Linked DNA regions of Anas platyrhynchos: regions 1 and 3 are each linked to region 2. The links are chromatin contacts, called in public Hi-C maps. All regions are on one chromosome and are shown on one strand. The core of a region is the stretch at or near the end of the contact, and the rest is flanking DNA. Distances in the headings are between cores, read along the strand shown. Region 1 overlaps GNAS (GNAS complex locus). Region 2 overlaps GNAS (GNAS complex locus). Region 3 overlaps GNAS (GNAS complex locus).

Region 1 (2,700 bases), core at 33-2,532, 92 kb before region 2:
GTAAGAATATGGAGCATGCTTAGATTTACCACGCTTTCTGCAAGTAAGAGCTAGATAACACAATGAAAGAATTAAAACTCAGATTTCTATCTGCATTCAGGAAAGCCTATTTTCAAGTATGTAATTTAGTAACTCGAAAAACTGATCTTCCCTGAAGGTAAACAGGATCTTGCAAAATGTGCCCTTTTCCACTGTACATCAGATGGACATTTCTGCTCCTTGAAATATAACCGTGGAGTCTGCAGTCCAGCCACAAGGCCAGATCTGCACATGGTCTCACTAAAATGCCATATGTGTCCTTCTAGCAAGTGGTAAAAATAGGATAATCTGCTAGCTTTGAACATACAGTATTTACTGTTGGCTCAGTGAATGCACTGATCCTAATTAGAAAATGAGTCTAATTAGTAAAGAAAGTTTGTCTGATTTGAAATTGTCTTTAATTACAAGATGTACCATTTTTAAGAAGTATCTATACTTCAGAAAAAGATGTACTGACATACTCGTACCTGGAAAACTCTATTGCTATTTATGTTGCTATTCCTTCTATTTATCAGGAAGGACATATGAAAAGGAATACACCATTATTTTTAATTGTGAATAATGTATCTTCCTGCTTTTCTGGATATATGGCACACCGAAGGAGATGGTGTGGTTGAGAGGATACCAACCAACTTTGCATCAAGGGAAGCACATGGCAGTTATTCAGCAAGGAGGGCAGAACATTAGAAATTACTTATTCAAATGAACATCTGAATTATTGTGTTGCTAAAGTATAACATGCCTTACATCTAGACAGATTTTCATTTCACAGTACACATATATGTTTAAGCATGACCACAATCCTAACGACAAAGTAACTTTTACTGGAATATTGTACTTGTTCAGTGCATGGTAATAACTACATTAGTGCCATAAATCGCAATTGGAAAATTAGAGAAAAAGATATCCTCGAAGACAGAGGGTGCAGATAAGCTGTATAATTTTTTAATGCGTTTTACTTACCTGGTCAGACGGTGTATACTCATTTTGTTTGACTATGTCAATCTTGTCTAGAAAACTAGGGAAAAAAAAAGAAAAGAATAATTTGGCATTCTCAAATTAGACAAACTTTCTGATGCTTAATTAACTGACAGCTCCCAAGTAACAGTTGATAAGTTTTATTGCATTCAGATTCACGAAGTGTTGAATACATGTAAATTGCTGAACATACGTGTGCTAGCATTTACATTGTGCATCTCCTAGCAGCACCCAGCAGAGGGCCGAATTCCCAAGTTTTATTCAGCAAGCCTGCTCATCTCATTCCAGCCCCCTCCCACTCCGCTCCCTCCGGCAGCAAACACGCACGTAGTTTAACTTGGGTGATATTACAAAAACTGTACAGCATAGTCTGCTCCTGCTAACAGTAAAACAATGACTCAAATAATCTGCCTGCATATAATATTCTAGAAAGTAAGACGAATATTTTTATGAATAAATGTATCGTCACTGTGTCTTTTAATAAATGAAATCCCTAAACTGATTTCATTGCAGTTAAGTGTAAGGGAACACTGATTTTGTTGTCACCTGTTGGAAAAGCTTTTCAGCTTACTTTCTGCAGAAGTAGTACTAGTAGGCACAGTTATAAAGTACGTATAAGAAGGTTTATTTTATTCAAAAATCATTAGGCATTAGTTAAAGGAGCTATCTTGGAGCCTTTAAAAATGCTTTTGCCAACTTGCTGTAACCTTCTAATTATCTTTAACTCAAAGGGCAAAAATCTCAAGGAACCAATTTGTTTTACTGTGCTGTTACTCTAAGATTCAAAGACATAAAAAAACAAGTTTCAGAACACAGATGTTATGCTATAAGTACTCTGACCACCTTGCTTAATATCAAGTATGCATCAGGGTTATGCAGGACCTGACACCTTTCATTTTGTACTAGAAGGAGACCTCAAAATGCTTCTACAGTTAACTCTACTGGTAACATTACTGACTAAAATATATTGGTTTTAAGACTAATTAAGTTTCCTTTTAAACTCCAGTGCATGAATTCTTTTCCTTATGAAGCAGAAATCACAGAGAAAAGATGAGTTTTCTCAAAAGAAGATTTCCCTTTGGATTCCTATTCCTAGAAAGGGACACTGAAACTGCATTCACTATGGTCATGCTCAATGATTTAAAGGGGGAAAAAGGTAGCCAAGTCCCAGCTTCACAGATTGGAAACCAAAATGCCATTAAAATTGGATTGGGTAGCCCTCTAAAATAGCCCTCTGTTTCAGCCCCTACTTCTCAACAACTCCCTAAAACACAGTGCAGGGGAAGGGGAAAACAACTGGATGTTTTAACAGTGGCTTCAGGGTAAAGGCATTTTTGCCAGGAACTAGATTACCTTCTTGTTTCAGAGACAAATGAAAAATAAGTTTTGTTTCGTCTGAATTACAGACTTTAAAACACATCAAAACTCATCTTAACAAACATACTATTAAAAAAGTGAGACGTAAAGTTCAATTTCTGTCATGAAAGATGATGTGGACACAGGCAAAGTTAAAATTGATCACCAAATATGTACTGAAATTTACAAGCTGGAGTTTTTCCTCATCTCTTCCAAGCTGTTAAATAATACCCTCTTCTTTTTAACCCTTAGGAATAGAAGTAAAGTGTTTTGTTCCGTACACGGGGGATGTTAAATAGGGATGACAATCATGAATTCCAACTAGCA
Region 2 (2,727 bases), core at 200-2,699:
CTGAAAAAGTTCCCCCTGTGCAAAGCACCTTTGAGGCTCACAGTCTTTTGCAGAAAGAAGAAATAGCTGTGATTTTTTTAAGCAGCCTGCACGTTTGCTGCATTTTTTTTGTGCATTTTTGCTGTCCTACATATTCACAGTGCTGTGGCTGGGCAGCTCTAGCAGGCTTCCTTCTTTTAAAAGTAGGCATTATCTCTGGGACAGATGGACTCTTTCAGTTAAAGGACATTTTTTAGTAGCACACGCTGTATATTGATACTTCTCTGCTTTGAAGTCTCTTTATATTTTTAGCTTTAGAAATGCAGAGCTGTGGGCCTTCATCGTAGGCCACAGAAGTGACTGCTACTCGAGTGTCAGATCTATCAATCTCAGTGCGTTTAATCCCCAGCAAACTTGTCTTTTAGTTAGTCTCGTATGAGGATTAATTTAGGATATGGTTTAGACTTGGATCCATTTTTTTTAAATCTGCTTTGAAGACCAGAAGTGGCCCCGTGGCCCCTTGCACCGAATCGGGCCTGCTGCTTACGCCTTCCTTAGAAGGAGGCATCCTCCACGAGCTATCGGCCTGCAAAATCCTTTGGACTCTTGGAAGAACAAAACTTGGTGATAAAAAGGGAGACAGTTTCAAAGTCTCCACATTACCCTTTGACCTGCTGAACAAGGAACCCTTGAGTAATCCCAAGCCCATTTAAAGGAGAAACAAACAAATTAAAGCCAAACAATAATCTAAAAAGGAAAATCAAAGCAAACAGATTGGAGTTGGAGCAAGAATTCAATGTGGCTTTTTTTTTTTTCATTTGTTCCTTCTGCAGTGACCAGAAAAAAAATCACTTCAAAAAGTATTAATAGGTAAACAAGATTGGAAATTAAGCCGTTATCAATCAAACCCAGGGAGGGCAAACCAGGGTCATCAAGCAGAACGACAAGTTTGTCTGTCATATGGGAAAGAGCGAGCCTATCTGAATGCAATAAAACGAGCATTGTCAGGAAGAAATTAATGCACCACTAATGTATTCAATAAAGAACAAACACAAAACATTTAAGTACAGATACTCCAAAACAAACAGAATGAAAACGAGATACTTCCCTCTCTGGCAAAGAAGAAGAATGTTTCCATACAGAAATTCTAAACTTGAGAGGGATTTTTGTTTTGTTTTTAAATAAAAACAAGCCCAGAGTCTACTAATAGAATTAACCGAGACCTTCCTTTAAACCAAAGAAAAAAAAACTTGCCTCCCTCCTCTCACTTCGAAGCTTTTTCTGAGAAATATTAAAAGGGACTTTAAGGAACTCATGGGATTATGGAAATAAAACACTGAGTAATAGCTTTTCACCTACTAGCTTTTCTTATTTTCTAACAGTTTTTTTTTTCATGATATTCCTTCTCACTACTCATGCATTCTGCACCGTACTTTGTAAAGAAAAAAAAAACAAAAAAAAAAAACACAAACAACTCTTATGTAACAAAAGTACAAGCACATCCTAGCTCTCTGCATAACACATATGGAATGCTGATTACAAAAAAAAAAAAAATTTGGAACATCTCGTTTCTGAGATTTAGTTTCAATATTTGTCAACATTCACGCCAGACCTACCCCTGACTGCAAACTTCTTTTGTAAAGAATTATTCTGTTTTAATTCTTGCCATGTTTGGGTCACAAAGCCCACAGAAGTAGCAGGGGCTGATGTTTTCTAAATACCAGGTTCCAGCTAGCTCCTGCAAGGAAGCAACAAGCTCCCGAGTCTTTCCTCTGCCGTGGAGGTTAGCAGAGAGCAGGGAGGCTCCTGGCTTCGCCTCCCCAGCACGCGCAGCAGCGTGAGCACGCTGCGCCAAGCAGTCCTGGCACCGAGCGCTTGTCCCAGCCGCACAGGGTGGGCGCGGGGGGCTGAGCACAAGCCAGGAGCAGCCGGAGCCCAGCCTGCTCCGCTCGCCCACTGCACCGGTGTTGCTGCTTACTGACACTGCTTTCTCATTTTATGGAGCATAACAGGAAGGGGAATAAGAGGATTGTTAAAATAGTTTTCGTTAAGTTGTCACACAGGTTTTAATGCACTGTAAACATTCCTCTCTTTTACTTTTTTTTTTTTTTTAATAGAACGACGCTCAGGTTTTCACACTCAAAATGATTTTATATTTTAGTGGTAGCAAACCGCAGTACTCTCAATACCAGGAGCCATTATTAGAGATGATCTGCAAGGAATAACAGAACTGTGATTTTGCTCCTCCTTCTCTGCACTGCTAAAGGCCTGAAAGTGTTCCCTTTCAAAAAGAGTATTTTCTCCCATCTTTTTTCTTTACATGGAAAACTGTTAAGCCTAGATCCTAAAATTACATACAGACAGAATTATAGAATAGGGGTCTTTTGTACCCTATTTTTCCTGGAAGAATCTGTCTGTCTGGCAAAGTAACAGCATCATTACTTCTTAAGTGCCTTGATGTTAAATTAGAGAGTGCCCCACATACCCTAGGGCAGTTGCAGAATTTAGACCCTTTCCCAATGCTCTAAGTAAGTCTTTCTGGTGTGTTTTTTTTCTTTTTTTTTTTTTTCCCCCCCCTTCAATATCAGCAACATATATAAAACAATCGTCTCAAAGCCTTTAGGTGTGCAATGGAAGATTCCCCTTGTCATTGCATCTCAGACACCAGCCAGGAGCAAGTACGTCCCTTGCTAGGGCTGTGGGAACCAGGCAGGAGTCCAGGCTCTGGACCCTGCTCCAGCCCCAGGC
Region 3 (2,753 bases), core at 27-2,526, 67 kb before region 2:
TCCATTTATTGGCTAAATTTAGGTAATCTGGTTTTCACAGCACTTGCCAGCAGGCACATCCCTGCTACCAACAGGCAGCAAGGAAGGGCAGACACTTGGAATAGTTAGGAATAATTCAGGCTACTTATATATTTGGACTCATTTTGTTGGTCCTGACTTCAGTGAAGTCATGCAAGCACAGGAGTGACTGTGCTTCCTGTTGTCTACAGCAACCTCCGTGTGCACCTAATGACCCCATGAACTGGGGAGAAAATATAACCCAGGGTTTATTTACTTTTACCTGAAATGTAGCTTCGTTTAAAACATAAACCTCTGGTACTTCAGGATAAAGAAGAATAGAGACAAGGCCCTAATTCAATGATCTCTAAGTGCTCTGGAACAAAAGCAAGGTGGTTTTATGATTAAGCGAACGGATAAGCAACGAGGTGATCCGGGTCTGGTCCTTGGCTTGCCAAAGAATTCACACAGCAGTAGGCAAGCTCATCAGCTTTAAATCAGCAAAAGGAGACATGAATGTTAGTCTTCCACACAGGAATGTTTAACAATATAATTGCTAATGCCCATAAGAAGCTTGTGTATGCCAGGAATATAGGCCGGGGAAATTCCTGTCCTGTCAAATGCGAGTACTCAGCACAGCTCACAGACCTGGAGGAGACAAGAGGAACTGCTCTGCCAGAACTACAGTAATTAGAAAAAGCAAAAAGAAAGAAAAAGTAATAAATAATATGAATAAGAAACTAGACTAACAGTACCACTGATAAATCAGCTGCTATTTAAAAAGGTAAGACTTTCAGCAAATGCACTTTACTGTATGATCTCCGAAAGGAACTTCATCACAAAGAGAAATCAACAAGGAAGAAAATCATTAAGTACTCAGATTGGGGCTCTTAATTGCTCTTATAACTCAGCGAACCCAGAAGTGAAACCGTAAATCCTAATAAAAATATAAAGAATTTACAACCCTTAACACAGCAGATATTAAGAAAACAGCACGTCCACATCTGCTGATCCTTTAGCAGCTCTGCACAGCAGTCAGCTAAGAGCTGCACTCTCCCCCTTTCTTTGATAAGTATTTTAAAAACAAACATCTTCAAAAATCCTTCTCATAAAGCCCTTCTGGAGCAGCCTGGCACAGTTTCAAGCTATCAGAGTGGCTCTGCTGGTGCTGAAGTTCGAGAAATCCAACTCACTGCACCTACACCACAACCTCCCCGGGCTTTCTCCTTCCCCGAAATGGCAGGCAGCGGGAGAAAACACGGCGAGGCTTTCAAGCAGGAAATAGCGTGAGAATAGGCTCCCTCATGCTACTTCCAGCCCTTCCTGATAGCGGAGGGTGTGAAATGGGCTGCAAATACTGTCTCTCACATTATTTCCTTTTCCACCCCAGCCAAAACCAGGAAGCGTCAGCTGGGAGATATGCAGAGAAAGCAGAGCAGAAAATGAAGCAAAAATCATACTGGTGGCCAAGGAATCGAGCTGAGCCAAGGCTAGATAAAACAAAAAATCAAGTATTTGTGGGCGCTTCCTAATAGTAACAAGACTAGAGAAAAACACTAGGAGGCTTAGGTACCCGGGCTTTGCTTTTGATTTGCTGCAAAGCTGATCCAGAGGCTACTGACATCAACTTGGACTTACAAGACTGTGCTTGTATCCTCCAAGCCTTCATGCCACCAATAACCCATTTGTATGAAAGAGATCCTACTTATTCCAGCTACTCTGCAGTGTATTTGTGAGGCTTTAAGAACAGAGATCCACAAACGAAAACCAAGGTAGAAGTATTAGCAGCATCAACACTTCAAAGAGATCATGTGTGTTTATACTTGACAGGACGCAGAGATTTGACATGCAGGATTTGGCACATCACAGTGGAAACGGCTCCTAGGTTCCCAATCTTAAGTAGTATATTCTGAATAAAATGAAATCCTGCACCTGCAGGAAAGAAATGTGAAGGATGGTAAATCACTCATCGCCATTTGGGATTTTCTATATTCTAGACACTTCTGCATTCTTCTGTTTATTATTAGCCAAAAGGAGTATCACATGGCTGCTCCAGTTAAAACATTCGTTCTCTTCTATATACATCCCCAAAATATGCGGGAGCAATCAAATCTGCTCTCCTCTCAGGTACTGCCCTCTCCTCACAGCTAAAACAATTCTCCACAGAGAGAAGCTGGTGACAGCCTCCCAGACCTTGCTGTCCTAGAAGCAGAATTGGAACTAATTACTTCATAAATGGAGCTAAGAAAGGGAAAGAGCCTCCTTTCCTTTCTCCCAGGACTGTGAAATATGCTCCGGCAGGAAGTACAGTAAAGCTCAGGATGAGCAGAGGCAGCTACCCTTCAACACCAACAGGGCTCCTCTGAAGTGACGCTTCCATTTAGTCAGTAAGCCTGAGGAGGAAGGGCAGGATACCAGCAGGGCTCTCCAACAGATGAGGTTACTGGCCTAGCCTCCCAGCTTTACACCTCTGAAGCTCACCAGTGAGATTAAATGAAAAGCCCGAAGCTGGTACCTGGAGCTTTTCTCAGGTCTTCTGCTCTGAGCCGAGGCCAGGAGTTCGGGAGAGCAGTGACAGAAGCGCACAGACGGGGTTAACGGGAGCTTCTGCTGGGGAGGCACCGAGAAACTTCAGCAAGTCAGCACAAAGAAGTGCAGCCTTTAAAGGTACTTCTCAGGAACAGGTGACAGATACCACTGCTAGACTCCTCGTACCTACGTTAGTGTTACGTAGCTAGAACACGTTTGGACGAGAA

The links. A called contact is a pair of places that touch in the nucleus more often than the background predicts.
Region 1: a Hi-C map of F1 follicle shows a contact between it and region 2, with 2.5 times the contacts expected there. The contact joins two enhancer-like sites. A contact is called at or near these places in 5 of 8 Hi-C or Micro-C datasets (F1 follicle, F5 follicle, skeletal muscle and 2 more).
Region 3: a Hi-C map of skeletal muscle shows a contact between it and region 2, with 1.9 times the contacts expected there. The contact joins two enhancer-like sites. A contact is called at or near these places in 5 of 8 Hi-C or Micro-C datasets (F5 follicle, liver, skeletal muscle and 2 more).

Annotation. Positions count from the first base shown.
Region 1 is chr21:13,626,668-13,629,367 of IASCAAS_PekinDuck_T2T, reverse strand. It overlaps GNAS (GNAS complex locus), which reads right to left. Exons shown (of 12, transcript XM_027442827.3): 6 at 1,003-1,057. Among named protein-coding and RNA genes, the nearest start is that of NELFCD, 18 kb to the left of the region's middle. Within about 2 kb of position 1,282, at least 2 of the 8 cell types and tissues checked have an H3K27ac peak or open chromatin away from gene starts, as enhancers often do. A contact at or near this core is called in F1 follicle and subcutaneous adipose tissue, where this site is marked.
Region 2 is chr21:13,535,128-13,537,854 of IASCAAS_PekinDuck_T2T, reverse strand. All of the region lies in intron 1 of GNAS (GNAS complex locus), which reads right to left. It overlaps LOC119713312 (a long non-coding RNA gene), which reads right to left. Exons shown (of 2, transcript XR_005260434.2): 2 at 1-2,727. Among named protein-coding and RNA genes, the nearest start is that of GNAS, 46 kb to the right of the region's middle. Within about 2 kb of position 1,449, at least 3 of the 8 cell types and tissues checked have an H3K27ac peak or open chromatin away from gene starts, as enhancers often do. A contact at or near this core is called in F1 follicle and subcutaneous adipose tissue, where this site is marked.
Region 3 is chr21:13,602,339-13,605,091 of IASCAAS_PekinDuck_T2T, reverse strand. The region is part of intron 5 of GNAS (GNAS complex locus); the gene reads right to left. The region is part of intron 4 of LOC106018981 (a long non-coding RNA gene); the gene reads left to right. Among named protein-coding and RNA genes, the nearest start is that of NELFCD, 43 kb to the left of the region's middle. Within about 2 kb of position 1,276, at least 2 of the 8 cell types and tissues checked have an H3K27ac peak or open chromatin away from gene starts, as enhancers often do. A contact at or near this core is called in subcutaneous adipose tissue, where this site is marked.